Linked DNA regions of Mus musculus: all the other regions are linked to region 1. A link is a contact called in public Micro-C and promoter capture Hi-C data. All regions are on one chromosome and are shown on one strand. Each heading gives the region's core, a stretch centred on a gene start, on an enhancer-like site or on the middle of the called end of the contact. The rest is flanking DNA. Distances are from core to core; before and after follow the strand shown. Region 1 holds the start of Wsb1 (WD repeat and SOCS box-containing 1). Region 2 holds the start of Poldip2 (polymerase (DNA-directed), delta interacting protein 2). Region 3 holds the start of Utp6 (UTP6 small subunit processome component). Region 4 holds the start of Nlk (nemo like kinase). Region 5 holds the start of Ift20 (intraflagellar transport 20).

Region 1 (2,700 bases), core at 96-2,595:
TGTGAAATCTGCATATTTTTGTATGAAAACTCAAAAAAAAAATAGCTGGGAAGATGGCTCAGAGGTGAAAATGCAAACCTGACCGTTCGAAAGCCCAGAACCCAGGTTAAAGCAGAAGGCAGGAGATTACAGACTACTACTCTACAATCCCTTCACTCTAACAGGGCTGTCAGGGAGTCGGGAAGTTACAGGGCCAGCTAGCATGGTATACAAGCACTGAAATCATGAGAGACCCTGTCTCAGGAAAGGTGGGAGGTGAGGACTCATATCCTAGGATGTCATCTGACCTCTGAATGCCTGCATTCACACAGAAGCATTTAAGACACATGAACTCTCAAAAAAAAAAAAAGACTCAAAAACATGCACATATCTCATACACACATAATAAATAAATAAGCTAAAAACATTAGGGGACAATAATGGTCTGTATTTGACAAGATTGAATTTTCTTTTTCCTTCTACTGTTCGTCAGGCAGCACCATTGCCGTGCATGAAGTTCTGGACAAACATATTGTCAAGCAGTAACCAAGTAATTTTTTTTAAAGAAGGGGATGATTTATTTCTATTAATCATCATGATCTTAAGAATTTCTACCTTGGGCAAAGGGACATGCACACAGTACATGCACTACCTATGGTGTTTGAGATCTAAAGTTATGCTGGGCAATTCTGTCTTCCAGGAGTATCTGAGAAAATCTAAGCCGTTATCTGTTATCCTTTGGAAGAAAGAGTCCCGCAAGGGCCACTAAAATGCAATGACATCATTTATAGATGGTACTTAGATTGAGATGTGGGGCACACCCAAACAATGATGTGGAATAGCTAGCTGCTTCCTAGAGACCTCAACTTCTGTGGAAGAAGGGCAGATTCTGAGGTAGAGGTCATATTGGCCAGCTCTTCAGGAGACCTGACTTTAGGGACCAATTAGAACAGAGGCAGTCTTGGGGAGGCCTCAGAGGTGCCCATCACCCTGGGTCTCCTTCATCAACTGAGTCTTTCCTAAAACCAGTTTGTTCTGTCCTGACCAATTGGACACCACTATGCTAGTTTCCATCATATCTTTCTTCAGCGCAACCTTCACTTCCCAGGTACTAAGGAGCCAGAGACGTAGCTAAAAGGGATTAAGCACGTGAAACGTCTACTTTGCCCTTTCCGGTTCGGTCACGTGCATTATATAATCCCGGGCTTGCCCTTGGCAATGAGCCTTCGACTTCGAAAATGCCCGCAGGTCGCGCTTTGAGGGCTCACGCCCGTCCGTGAATCCAGACCATCACGTCCCCTGCGTCGAGGGGCGGGGCCTGATGGTCTGACGTCACCCACTACACCCCGCCTCCCAGATATTATCAGTGCCGCCCGCCATCTTGTCTCAGTGTCTGGTTTGGCGGCGGAAGCATTGGCGGGCTGTGTGAGTCTGTGAGTGGAAGGCGCGCCGGCTCTTTTGTCTGAGTGTGACCCGGTGGCTTTGTTCCAGGCATTCCGGTGATTTCCTCCGGGCAGTCCGCAGAAGCCGCAGCGGCCGCCCGCGCTCTCTCTGCAGTCTCCACACCCGGGAGAGCCTGAGCCCGCGTCACGCCCCTCAGCCCCCGCTGAGTCCCTTCTCTGTTGTCGCGTCCGAATCGAGTTCCCGGAATCAGACGGTGCCCCATAGATGGCCAGCTTTCCCCCGAGGGTTAACGAGAAAGAGATCGGTGAGGCTCGGGATGGAGGGGGAGCGCGGGGTCTACCGGCAGAGCGTGAAGGGGCTGGCTCCGGGGCCCGGGGGGAAAACGGGGGTGGGGGATGGGAGAACGGGGAAGTCCGATGCCAAGGCCCACGAGCGCGGGGGACCGGATGCCCGGGCTCCGGAGAAATGGAGAGGAGCAAGGACTGACGCTGCGTGGCGGGAGGAAGCGGTCCCGCGATGGGCGTCGGCCGGGAGTGAATGGACCCAGAGCGGGCCTCCCGAGTTTGCTCAGCGCCGGGCAAACCCTAGTGACACCATCACAGCTGGGGTGCGGATCGGACGTCCTGGGATTCTCCCGGCTGTGTCTTGGATATCGAATGGACCTGGAGAGTTACTAGCATAGGCTAAGTGGTCTATCCTAGGCTCTCTTTGGTGGGAAGAAGTTGTGAACTTTTGTGTTTTTTGAGGCGCAGCAGGAACAGCAGCATCTGTATGTCCGGTACTCTATTGAGAAAGGGACCTGGAGAGGTGTCAGCGGCGTAGAAAAAAAAGTTTTAGTGTTTTTTAAAGGATGGCGTTATGAAAGTGAAGGGTTCTAAGGAGGGAATATGTTGCCCACCTACACGGGGGGGTGGGGGTGGAAGGAGCCGTGAGAATAGGTGGAATGGCTGAAGGAGGGCTATTGTACAGAGGATGTAGCCGTGGCTAGACCTGTCACGCGTCTGGCTGAAGCCTGGACAATGGGGAGTGGAAGGGCGTGGGCCAGACCTGCCCGTTGGCCCCTTTAAAGCACTTAGCATTATTTAAATTCTCTCAAAGGAGTCACCTTTGAGCCCATTGGATGACATTCGTTGAACAAAATTATCGTCAGTAGACACTGACTTTACAGTTTTGTCAATTGGATTTTCATGTCCATGCTAAAGGTAGGGGCAGGACTCCATGAGTGTGTGAAGAGTTCCAGGTCAGGCTATAACTGAGCTACTACCCTCTTTAACAAGGCACTGTCACACTTCCTTTCTGGTCGTGAAATCGGAGGAT
Region 2 (2,700 bases), core at 109-2,608, 740 kb after region 1:
TCTTATTCTTGCATATCCTGTTTCAATGCACACCTTCACCCACCCTCCGGGTCTTCCCCCCCCCCCACATGTTAACCATCCTTCCAACTTTGCATTTCAGTTCCTGGTATGCATGCCTTGAGTCCATTAAGGACCTGAGAGACATGCCTAGTGTGTAAGAGGTGCTCAAAAAGCATTTGTTCTGAGGCAAGCAGTTCTTCTGTCTCTACTTTTACCCACTGCTGCTTGGCAGTATACTCACTAAGCCTGGCATTTGCTACTTGGAAGAATTGTTCTGAACCAAAAATGGTTCCACACATCGGTAATCCCAGGGCTCTTAAGGCTAAGGCTGGAAAATAACAGGTTCTGGGCCCATCTGGCTACACAGCATGATTCTCCCAATCCTACACATTCAACTGTGCTGTAAATTCTAAGTCTTTACCCTGACCTCAGGACCTAGCATTTCTAGATTCTCAAAGGTACCCCACACAGTACACTTAGCACTGCCGTGTCTCCACCCAGTGTCTTTTCACATTTACTTGTCTTAAATAGCAAATACCTCCCTTAACCACTATCAGGTCATTTCCATCAACTTATCCTTTTAAATAGGATTAATTTTGCTATGGATCCATCAAAGCACTGTAATGTTACTTTGGAAATGTTAACTTCATAGCCAACTTTTCAATCCTGTCTGATCCCTACAAGGCTTTGTTTACACCGCCCCCCCCCCCCCGAGCCTCAACCCCTATTTCCCAAGTCACATGGGCAAAATCAGTCTCCCCAAGGTCACATGGAAACAGGACCCACAAAGGTAGACACTTAAATCGACTTGTTTCCCACAGAATAGCATATTTCTGAGAGTCACTGACCCAAAAGGGCCCGGGGATCCCTGTAGTTGTATTAAATGGCAGCCCACTCCAGGTGCCGGGGACCCCAGCCTGGGAGGCAGGATTCGCCTAAGAAGCGTTACTTGTTCTCCCTCGGAGCTGCCCTGCACTGCCAGGGCCCTGGGCAGTGCTCCCTTCTTTGCTCTTGGCACATGTCCCAAGCAGCCCGTGTCGGCTCTCTCCTCGGGACCCTTTCTCAGGTGGCACTCCGGCTGCCCAAACAGAGTCAGGCCTCCTGGCTTCCTTAGTAGCTAGGTAGAAAACGCTCCCTAGATTCTGGGCCCGGCTCCCTGGCCCCCTCTCTCCGTCCCTCACCGGGACGACAGATGCCTTCGGGTCGTCGCTGTGGCCACCGGCGGAAGGCCCCCTGCTCCACCGACCGCACACAGTGGCCTCGACCCTCGGGTCGTGGCCAGCGACCGAGACCACCAGCGGCTGCCCACTGCTAGGGCCCGTCGGGCCACACAACCAGCCATGTCCCGCCCGAGCGCCCGCTCGGCTGCTGACACAGGGCCCGACCCGCGGCGGGGCGCCGTCCCGCCCCCGCCCCACACTGCCCCGCGCCTAAGCCCCTCCCCTCGGGCCCGCCCCCCGCGGCCGCGTGGGCTCCTCCAGCTACATCCGGCGCCTGTGAGCGGAAGTCCGAGTTTGGGATCACCTGATCAGAGCGTGAGGCAGAAATGGCGTCTTCCTTGCTTGCCGGCGAACGACTGGTTCGCGCTTTGGGTCCTGGCGGAGAACTGGAACGGGAGCAGCTCCCCCGGAAGCTGCGTGCCCAGCTCGAGGCTGCTCTGGGAAAGAAACACGCGGGCAGTGATAATGCCACGGGACCCCGGCGCCTGGTTTCATTCCGTCTCATCCGAGATCTGCATCAGCACCTGAGAGAAAGAAGTGAGCGGTCCCCATTCAAGAGTCGCCGCGTTCTTTTCAGATCTAATCCCTTCTGAGGCGTATTTTCCCCCCATCACTCTCGAGTGCCTACCGAGTTCTCATATATCCAGTCCAAAAGCCTTCTCATAAACCCCAGGTTTACTACTTCCATCTTAACTTCCGTGAAAATTCTTAGTGTGTTACAAAACGTATTTTCAGATTTTGTTGAGTCCTCTTTTAGTGCCACCTAAGTCCATGTGAATTTTTTTAGGAAGTCGAGATTGTAGCCCAGTACTATCTGACAGGTTGAGTTTCTCCATTTGAGGGCCATATATCAATAGTGAGCATATCGTGTTTGGAAAAAGTGATTTTTTTTCCTTCCATCTCAAAGGTAAAGGTGCAAGCCCCAGTTTAGGGGTGAGGGTAGGGAAACGGTAACAACAACAAAAACTATTGAAAGATCTGGATTGAGTCGCATGTAGTTCTAGACATTGTAAAGAAGTCATTTCTCCTTTTCAGACCTATTTACTTATGTTAAGGTAGGGAATAGGGTAAACTGGCATGTAACTTACCTTGCCAGAGTTAACATATCCTGGCCAGAAGTGCAAAGGGTAGATGATCAACTATTTAGACTTAAGAGAATCTTAGAAAAAGATCCTCTAATACAGTGTCCGCTGAGTGTTTAGCATCACAACCCAATCCTGACTAGGACAGATCTATTATTTTCACAGAAATAACCTACCATTGGTAGTGGTGAGGTAGGGTTGGTAACGAAGACTGACAGTTAAAGTCCACTCTATGACACTAAAAAATACTTAGGTGGAATTGTCCTAAATCTTTCCTAGTTGAAAGTTATCTTGAGTAAAATGAAAAATAATTGAATAAACACAAGGAGAGAAAGAAAATGATCACAAGGTTGGGCATGGCACGTACCTGAAACCCAAGGGGCTGAGGCAGTAAGATT
Region 3 (2,700 bases), core at 97-2,596, 710 kb before region 1:
ACTTAAAGAAACGTTATAAATGCCTTACACTTGCGCATTTATTTGTTGATTTTTTTTTTTATTATTACAAGCTTCCTGCCCACACTGGACTTGCTGTTCACAGTCATCCCCATTCTGACTAATAACAACAAGTCCTGCGTTACTATTACAAGGAAACTGCATCTTTAATTTACATACATGATTTCCTTCCATGTCTCAGATCTTAGATCTGAAAGGGCTGGGAAGTGATGAAGCTCACATTGACCTTTGTGTCAGTTCTGAGGCCAGTGGGACAAGATGTGAAACAGAAAGGGAAGGAAAGCAAGGAGCTGGGTGGCTCTGGGTGACTATGAAGTCTAGTTCCCTCTCATAAATCACGTAGAAGACCGGGGTAACGACGTGAGTGTTCTAATAACAGGTCTAGCAAGAAGCCCTGCTTTGGCTTTTTATCATCTTCCAGAACTTAACAGAGAAGGGAACCACAGATTTTTTTTTTAAGGTGGTAGTAATTATACAGCAATGTTGCTTCCAAGGTGGATCTCTTAGAAACACTAATTTGCTTGGACAATGTTGTAAGGAAGATCTGTGTAAATATTGATCTATTTCACCAACTTTCAAACTTTTCATTGTTTTCTAAAACAAATGACAGTTTCTGCTATTTATCCAGTGCCTAAAATTTTGAAGTATTTTGTCTACATAGGTCAAGATATTTATTTTTAATTTAAAAACCGTGTGTGTATTCACGTGGGCGGGCACACGCGCCATAGAACGCGTGTTGAGATCAGAGGATAATTTGCAGGAGTCAGTGCTCTCCTTCTACCGAATTTAGGTTGCCAGGCTAGGTAGCACGATGGCCCTAATTATTTAAATAATACATTTTTTCTCACCATTTTAAAAAGAACCAACCATTCAGAGGCTTTCATTGGGACGTGAAAATGCACGGTTACCATACTGGTTTCGTGAAGCCAGCCGACTAAGACCAGGGCAGCTGGTCCGCAGCCTTAGAGCCTCATCGAATTTGCATAATTAACAATATCGTCTTCAGTTACATTTTTTAGTTTTCAGTGTTCTCGGTGACGAGAAGCGAGAACCTGCGACAGGAGCATGATAAAAACAAATGACTTCCAGGTAGCGTACTTAAAGCTCCTATCAGGTATTCCGGGAGGAGCTTTTTCCGGTCTCCGAGGCGCGAGGATTTAGCCCCGCCCCCAGCCCCGCCCCCGCAAAAGATGCATTCCCAGACCGGAAAAGGTTCTTGCTGCAATCCTATAGTCAACCACAGGGAGGCGACAGCGGCTTCGCTAGAAAAGAGGGGCTCCCCAATGGCGGAAGCGGAAAAGGCGGGACTTACGAAGCACGTTCAGTCAATCACTAAGAGTGAGGCTGAAAGGTGGCTGTTCTCTACGCTTATCGGCCGCCCGGCTGCTTGTGAAGTTCCAGCCTCATGGCGGAGATAATTCAGGAACGTATAGAAGATCGAATCCCGGAGTTGGAACAGCTGGAGCGCATCGGACTCTTCAGTCACGCGGAGATTAAGTGAGAGAGGATCAGGGAAGAGGAAGGAGCGGGGAGGCCGGAGGGGAGCTTGAGGCCAGTGTGTGGCGGGGACCGGCGTGCTGACTTTTCTGAGTTTGTTTGTAGCTACCATGCTAGCAGAGGGAAAAGTCCGTGGCTGGAATTTGACCACGGTCAGAATTCAACTTTAACGTATTGCAATGCGATCCATAATCAGTCCGTTTACCCTTCCTACTGACCGTCATCCAATGGTCAGGGTCTTGCGGCCGTAAAGGTGATCCAGCCAGGATCCTAGCCCGTCAAGGATACTGGGCAGTGTGAATGGCGGGAGAATTCCGATTAGAAAATGGTTATAGTTTAAAAGTTTGGGGTATACAGCTTTAGATAGTCGAGTACAGCGCCACGGAAGCCCAGGGGGAGTGGGTAGGTCTCCCTAACTAAACTTATAGACTGAAGACCATTCAATTCATTTCCTATGCTTCTTTAGCGCTCTGCCACAGGGCACGGAATATAGTTGGCATTTGGTAATTTGGTAAAATCAGTTACTTTTAGTGATTTTCTGTAACAGTTTACTTTTCTATGACTCTAGATAAAAGTGCAGTAGTAGTGTGAGTGTAGGATCCGCAAAGAAAAACGTTAGGAAACACCGCGAGGACGCTTAGAAAGTGCTAAATGTTGCCCGGAGTCAGGGCACCGGCCTTCAATCCCAGGACTTGGGAGGCAGAGGTGGGCGGATCCCTGTGAGTGCTACCTGTCTGGAAAAACAAGGGGGGCGCGGTGCTAAATGTGTTACCATTCTTAAATATTGTCTTGAGTATTCTGTTTTTCTTAGAACACATGTATGCTCACTCCTTTGTCGTAATATTTAGTTAGAGACAATTTAGGTTTTAAGAATTTACATGCTGAAAATAGACCCAAGATTTTAGGATAGAGATTTGGTTAACAAAAACCTAAGCATTGAAGCTAAGAGCATTGCAGAGTGCTTGCTTAGCATGCCAACGCCTTGAGTTTGATTCTAGAGAATGTATACATACACACACACACACACACACACACACCCCAAGACAAGCCCCTAAGTAGCCTAAATTTGGAGGAGAAATCTTTGTTAGTATGTATAAATAATAAAAAGCATTAGGCATTATTTACTTTGCTGGTGGGAACAGTAATGATCTTGGCAACTGAGGTGATTTTCCTGAAAGTTTAAAA
Region 4 (2,700 bases), core at 131-2,630, 560 kb after region 1:
GAAATTTCTCTATGCCTTCTTTCTTGGTTTAACCAACAATTTTACAGGCAGTACTTCACCTTTTACAGATGATGGGAGCTGAAAAGTTTACTATGTCCTCAACAGCCCATCAGGGAGCTGTAGGCAGGGAGATGCATTAAATACACTATTGGTGTTACAGTCAGGTAATGCAAATTGAGGAGTAGAAGTGGAGAGGAGCTCAAAGGTGTTTAAGACTACTTTCTTGATAGGAAAGGGAAGAGTGGACAGGCAAAAGAGGAATCAAAAATGGCCTCTAGGTTTTGATACACAGTTTTATTGAAAAGAATGTCTGTTAGCCTAGTATTTAAGAATAAATTTAGGTTAAGCAAAGTAATATCAAAGAATGATGTTCTTCTAGTAAAATTTCAATGAATGGAACTTACTTGACCAGAAAACTTTGGGAGATTATTACTGTTTAGGGGCTTTAACGTGTTTTTTTTTTCCCCTGGTTTTTAATTTGTATAAATTTTGCAGTCTTGGTATACTGAAAATAAAGCCTCTTTTTGGTCAAAATCAAGCTTAACTGATGAGTCTACTTTGTTTCGTATTACGAAACCTTGAGTTTTTGAAGCTTAACATGCCTTTTTGCTCCTTCTATTTTTTCCCATATCTTGTACCTTAGAAAGAGTTGTAGATGGCTCCTATCAATGGACCAGTGATAATTTAGACTCCGCCTTCTCCGCCTAAGTCCCGCCCACATCAAAACCACACCTCTCTCTTAGCCCCGCCTCCTGAAGATGTCGTCTCCGATATGACAGCAAATTCTCCACAATGCTATCCAATGGGACATACGAAAGGCGGGACCTATGTCAATCTTTTTTCCCCCATTTGTCCAATTATATATCTATTTGTACTCAGTTCCATCCCACTTAGTCTTCAACCCAAGGATTGGTTTCTCTGTTCTTTGTTCCTGGCTCGTGATTGGTTTTTTTCCTCATTCCGCCCCTCTCTTCTAGCTCTTGCAGGCGGGATTAGCACGCAGCTTCCTGCTCTTTCCAAAAATAAAAAAATAAAAAAAAAATAAAAGAAGAAAAAGAAAAGAGGAGAGAGGCGAAAGAAAAAAAAAAAAAGTCACGGAGATTTTTGATTTTTAATTGGCTTTCAGTCTTGTCGGTCAGGCCAAGATTTGCCTTTTTATTGGTCTGTCTGTCTGCCCATCCTGAACCGGGGGCGGGATTTCCCCAGGAGACCCACACCTGGTTGCCACTGGTCGACCAGTGCGCCTGTCTGAAGCTTCCGGCCAGGGATTGGAGGCGGACGCGGACAGGTGGGCGTGGATTGGCTAGGGCAGCCGGTCAGTGTGAGGCGGGGGCGGGGCCTCGGCGGCTGGTTGCGCGTGTCCGCCGCTGGCTCCGCTCTATCCGGCTTTGCTAGGGGAGGTGAGTCCGGCCGCGGCGGCACCGGCGGCTGAGAAGGCGGCGGCTGAAGAGAAAGCGGTCACGGCGGCTGTGGAGAAAGCGACCGTGGGCACGGAAGCCGGGTGGGGGGGAGGGGGGGAGACGGAGCAGCCTTGAGCCCTGCAGGGGCCGTCGCGCGGGGGACCCACCCGCTCTCCCCCCCAACCCTCCTCAGCACAAGCCGGCGGCGGCGGGGGCAGGAGTCAGCCTGCTTCCGACCGTCCCCCGCCCGCTTCCCGGGGCTCCTATTCTTTGGCCCCGGGACCCTAACCTCCTCCGGGGCGGTTCCCTGTGTCTGGGCGTCCGAGTACTGCCCACCGCTCTTTCATTCCCTCCCTGCACCTTCTTCCCTTCACTTTTGCCGGGGTTTTCTCTCTCCTCTTCTGTCCTGCCTGTCGCCTCTTCGCCTCACTCTCTTCCTCCAGCCTCCTTCCCTGGCTCATTCTGCCTAGGAAAGTTTGGTACATCTCCTCAGTCCCCCCAATCAGGTCAACCAGACTCGGAGTAGGGGGCGATGTAGGAAGGCCTGAGAGTTCGAGGGGAGGGAAGCTGGAAGCTGGTTTCCCTGATAATTTCCCCTCATCTTTTTTGATTTAGAGTGGTTGGAATTTTTTTTTAATTGTGTTTTTGAGGAGGTGGGAGGTGTTTAGAAAAGGATGTGGGAATGGAAGGGGTAGATGAGTCAACCCTCTTACAAGATTCCAAGGGTGGCGTGTTACCAGATCCTTTTCGTGTGCGGAGTTCAGGGGGTCGGGAGGTTTGGCCTTTATTCCCACATTCAAAGTTGGAACCTCCCCCCCATTAAGAATGGAGTTTTAGTATCCACTTGTGGCAGGAATCCTGGGGGGAAGGGGCCCTTTTCCCTTTTTCTTTTCCTTTTTTTTTTCTTCTTATTTTATGTTCTTAACTTTTATTTTGACAACCCATACCCTTCCACACACTCTCACCCCCAAATCGAACACCCAAGATTGTCAAACTTGTCTGGATTGACCGATGAAGACATAAAGCCAGTTCCGCTCTATGTTTTTTGAGGTGGAGTGAGTGGTTTTTCTTCATTTTTTTAAATGGCCAAATGACAGCTTGACCCAGTTTGCTTTCCAATCAAAGGGCATTTTTTTGAATGTCTCTTTGTGGCACAAGAGCCAACGCAAAAATGATGGCGGCTTACAATGGCGGTACATCTGCAGCTGCAGCAGGTCACCACCACCACCATCATCACCACCTTCCACACCTTCCTCCTCCTCACCTTCACCACCACCACCACCCTCAACACCACCTTCAT
Region 5 (2,700 bases), core at 111-2,610, 720 kb after region 1:
GAGGGACATTGTGGGCATAGGGAAAAGCATATGGGGGCGTCCTAAGGCTGGAAGATTTTGACACAAAGGGTCCTGGGATCAAAACAGCAAGAGGGAGCAAGGCTGGCAACCGGCTATAGCTGGATGAGTAAATGAACTTGGGTTTTGTTTTGTTTGTCGAGACAGGGTTTCTCTGTGTAGCCCTGGCTGTCCTGGAACTCACTTTTGTAGACCAGGCTGGCCTCGAACTCAGAAATCCACCTGCCTCTGCCTCCCAAGTGCTGGGATTAAAGGCATGCGCCACCACACCCAGCTGAACTTGGATTATTTTTTATAATGATAACCGCTAGCAGTGGATTTCGGCAGTGCTTATTGATCAGAGTTGGAAAGATCACTCACTGCCTTGGCCAAACAGAGGGAACAGGGAAGAGCAGAATAGAGGCGTCCTTTCCAAATTTCTCACTGTGAGCCAAGCATCTCTAAGCAGGCTGCCTGCAGGTAAGTGGCACTCTGATAATGTTTGCAGAATGAATGAATTCATGTGGAAACAGAAGGCTGTAACAGAAGAAAAGATTTGAAGCCGAACGGGAGTTCAGAGATCAGATGATGTCTGAATTGACAGAATTTAGTAATGCTTAATGCAGCACTTTGGAGAAAAGTGAAGAAAGGAGCCAAACACGATTGCCATGGATCTGGATTGGACCGAGAGTATGGCTGGAAAGGACAGTTTAAAGAGATGGGTAAGATAGATATGGTACATAGCGGGCTATCAGATCCCCAGCCCACCCCTAACTCCCACCACAAATATGCTCCAGGAACGTGGGATTGAGTTTCCTAAGCATGAAGGCTGTGCCTGGCTCTACGCTCCCTGGCTCTCCCAGGTCCGCAGGCACAACAAATAGTTGTAGCTGTGGAGTTTGGAGAAGGCGTAGACACAGGAAGAACTGGGCAAATGGCGCGGCTGTCTTTACTAAATTATACTCCTGCAATGTCCGAACCTCGGTTCACCGGTGACATCGAGGGAGCCAGGCTGAGCTGAGTGTAAACCCGATCCCTAAAAACTCCGAGGTAGGGAAACCGCCGCTTTCCACCCGGTCCAGCCAATCCTCGGCGCTGGGTCACGTCGGCCTCCTCCCGTCCCAAGTCCTCCACGTCCCCGACCTACCTGACGAGCCGCCTCGGCAGCGCTCTGCGGCCCTGACGACTGTCGGTAGAAGCTTCTCTCCGGCAACTGCAACCGGCTGCTGCCACGGAGACAAGATCTAGGAGCCACACGTCACCCCCGAGTCCAGAAGCACCAGCATCCGCCCACCCTGCGGTGCTTGCTGGGAAATAGATGCAACACGCGATAACTGCCCACTAGGCCCAGAAGCCTTTGCTCAGGGGGCGGGGACTACGACACGGGAAGTAGATTTGTTCCCGAACCCGGAAGTAGAAGGAAGTCAAACGTCAAGTTTTCGACCCACTGCTAGCTCGCGCGCTGTGCATGCCGGGTCTTGTAGTCTCTTTCCCGATCTGTAGGGTTGGGCTGTAACTCCGGAGTCGGCGGGCGCAGGATGTGAGCTCACAGCCGAGATTGCAGGCAGCCGCAGGCCAGAGGTGGCACCGAGTCCGCTTGCTACTTGACTGAGACTCGGAGAGGCGTCCCCGCGGACGGTGAGAGCCAGAGGTGCGGGTGCAGAGGGGAAGGACAGGCTCTGCTGAGTCCTGGGCAAAAGGCACGGGATGGCGCGCGGGGATGAAGTTCAGGTCTTTTCTGGGGATGGGAGGCACCACGGATCTCAGTTTTTCAGAAGAGGAGGGGTGTGGCGGGAGAGCAGCCTACACTGCAACGAGAGACATGGGATGTTTCTCCATTTCCACTGGAGAGCCTTTGGGTGAAACATAAGAGCCGCTTCCACGATTTCTGACCTTTCTTGCCAAAATCAGCCTTCCCACCTCGCCGTACCTCGTGTCCTTCCTTTAGAACCCCAAGTCTTTGAACTACCGTGATCGTTTGCGCTTTGTTCTGCTTGGCTTCGCATTAGGTTCCCATAGAGACACGTGTATGTTCCCCAGCCCCAGGATTACCCCTCTATCCACAGGCGAAGTCCTGAGGAAAGAGCCCTGAAACTATCAGTGGAAACTTCATCCTCTCAGAAATTTCTTTCTAGGGCGTCACCTGCCATTGGACTCTTGGACCTAATTGGTCTGGGTGGAATCTGGTCTGACGTCATCTAGGACTCAAAGTAGCTCTTAGGAGGAAAAGAATAGATTAGCTCCGGATTTGACTTCCTCAGTTGGCAAGCCTAGTCACTTGGGTTTCTTTGATTTGGCAGAACGTGTTTATGTGCTTCCTTGATTCTGGGGAAATGGGACTGCACACAAAGTATGTGAGGAACTTGCTAAAACTTGTTGAGGAGTTGATTTTTTTCCCGCTTTGAGGTAAGGCGGTCAGTCGCTCACCAGTCTAGCATTGTAGTGTTACTGTCAGACTCCCGGAGCTCGTTTCCTCCATGTTCCATCACTGAAAGCAATTAAGCCATCAAAAGGATATGCTACTTAATATAGCACCAATATAGACCTTCCTGAAAGCCCCCCACTCCCGACCATTCCAAGGACATACTGAAATCTCTTCAGGGTCAGTTTTAGTTTAGCAAGCTGATGTATATACTTAATTCTTGTTTGAGGACCAGTGTTGTGGGTTTTACCTGTAAAACATGAGGAATAACAGGAAACGAC

The links. Promoter capture Hi-C pulls out the DNA fragments that hold promoters and counts their contacts. A called contact is a pair of places that touch in the nucleus more often than the background predicts.
Region 2: a promoter capture Hi-C map of pre-B cells shows a contact between it and region 1, with 4 times the contacts expected there. The contact joins the promoter of Poldip2 here to the promoter of Wsb1 in region 1. A contact is called at or near these places in 5 of 39 promoter capture datasets (embryonic stem cells, hippocampal neurons, liver and 1 more), 7 of 115 datasets of contacts at active chromatin or transcription factors (cardiomyocytes, embryonic basal ganglia, embryonic forebrain and 2 more) and 1 of 9 other capture datasets (liver).
Region 3: a contact with region 1 is called in a promoter capture Hi-C map of pre-B cells, with 4 times the contacts expected there. The contact joins the promoter of Utp6 here to the promoter of Wsb1 in region 1. A contact is called at or near these places in 4 of 39 promoter capture datasets (hematopoietic stem and progenitor cells, hippocampal neurons, liver and 1 more), 1 of 484 Hi-C or Micro-C datasets (CD4 T cells), 2 of 115 datasets of contacts at active chromatin or transcription factors (cardiomyocytes and pro-B cells) and 2 of 9 other capture datasets (adipose tissue and liver).
Region 4: a contact with region 1 is called in a promoter capture Hi-C map of hippocampal neurons, with 2.4 times the contacts expected there. The contact joins the promoter of Nlk here to the promoter of Wsb1 in region 1. A contact is called at or near these places in 4 of 39 promoter capture datasets (hippocampal neurons, liver, neural stem cells and 1 more), 1 of 484 Hi-C or Micro-C datasets (CD8 T cells) and 3 of 115 datasets of contacts at active chromatin or transcription factors (cardiomyocytes, effector CD8 T cells and embryonic forebrain).
Region 5: a Micro-C map of embryonic stem cells shows a contact between it and region 1, with 5 times the contacts expected there. The contact joins the promoter of Ift20 here to the promoter of Wsb1 in region 1. A contact is called at or near these places in 8 of 39 promoter capture datasets (the 3T3-L1 cell line, the C10 cell line, the HPC-7 cell line and 5 more), 2 of 484 Hi-C or Micro-C datasets (both in embryonic stem cells), 14 of 115 datasets of contacts at active chromatin or transcription factors (astrocytes, bone marrow-derived macrophages, cardiomyocytes and 9 more) and 2 of 9 other capture datasets (adipose tissue and liver).

Annotation. Positions count from the first base shown.
Region 1 is chr11:79,253,340-79,256,039 of GRCm38.p6, reverse strand. It overlaps Wsb1 (WD repeat and SOCS box-containing 1), which reads left to right and starts at 1,345. Exons shown (of 9, transcript NM_019653.3): 1 at 1,345-1,687. The coding sequence starts at 1,648.
Region 2 is chr11:78,510,954-78,513,653 of GRCm38.p6, reverse strand. Poldip2 (polymerase (DNA-directed), delta interacting protein 2) reads right to left here and starts at 1,358. Exons shown (of 11, transcript NM_026389.3): 1 at 1,182-1,358. The coding sequence starts at 1,342. It overlaps Tmem199 (transmembrane protein 199), which reads left to right and starts at 1,486. Exons shown (of 6, transcript NM_199199.3): 1 at 1,486-1,757. The coding sequence starts at 1,547.
Region 3 is chr11:79,961,033-79,963,732 of GRCm38.p6, reverse strand. Utp6 (UTP6 small subunit processome component) reads left to right here and starts at 1,346. Exons shown (of 19, transcript NM_144826.3): 1 at 1,346-1,515. The coding sequence starts at 1,424.
Region 4 is chr11:78,696,105-78,698,804 of GRCm38.p6, reverse strand. Nlk (nemo like kinase) reads left to right here and starts at 1,380. Exons shown (of 11, transcript NM_008702.3): 1 at 1,380-2,700. The coding sequence starts at 2,539.
Region 5 is chr11:78,535,021-78,537,720 of GRCm38.p6, reverse strand. It overlaps Ift20 (intraflagellar transport 20), which reads right to left and starts at 1,360. Exons shown (of 6, transcript NM_018854.5): 1 at 1,145-1,360. It overlaps Tnfaip1 (tumor necrosis factor, alpha-induced protein 1 (endothelial)), which reads left to right and starts at 1,461. Exons shown (of 7, transcript NM_001159392.1): 1 at 1,461-1,635.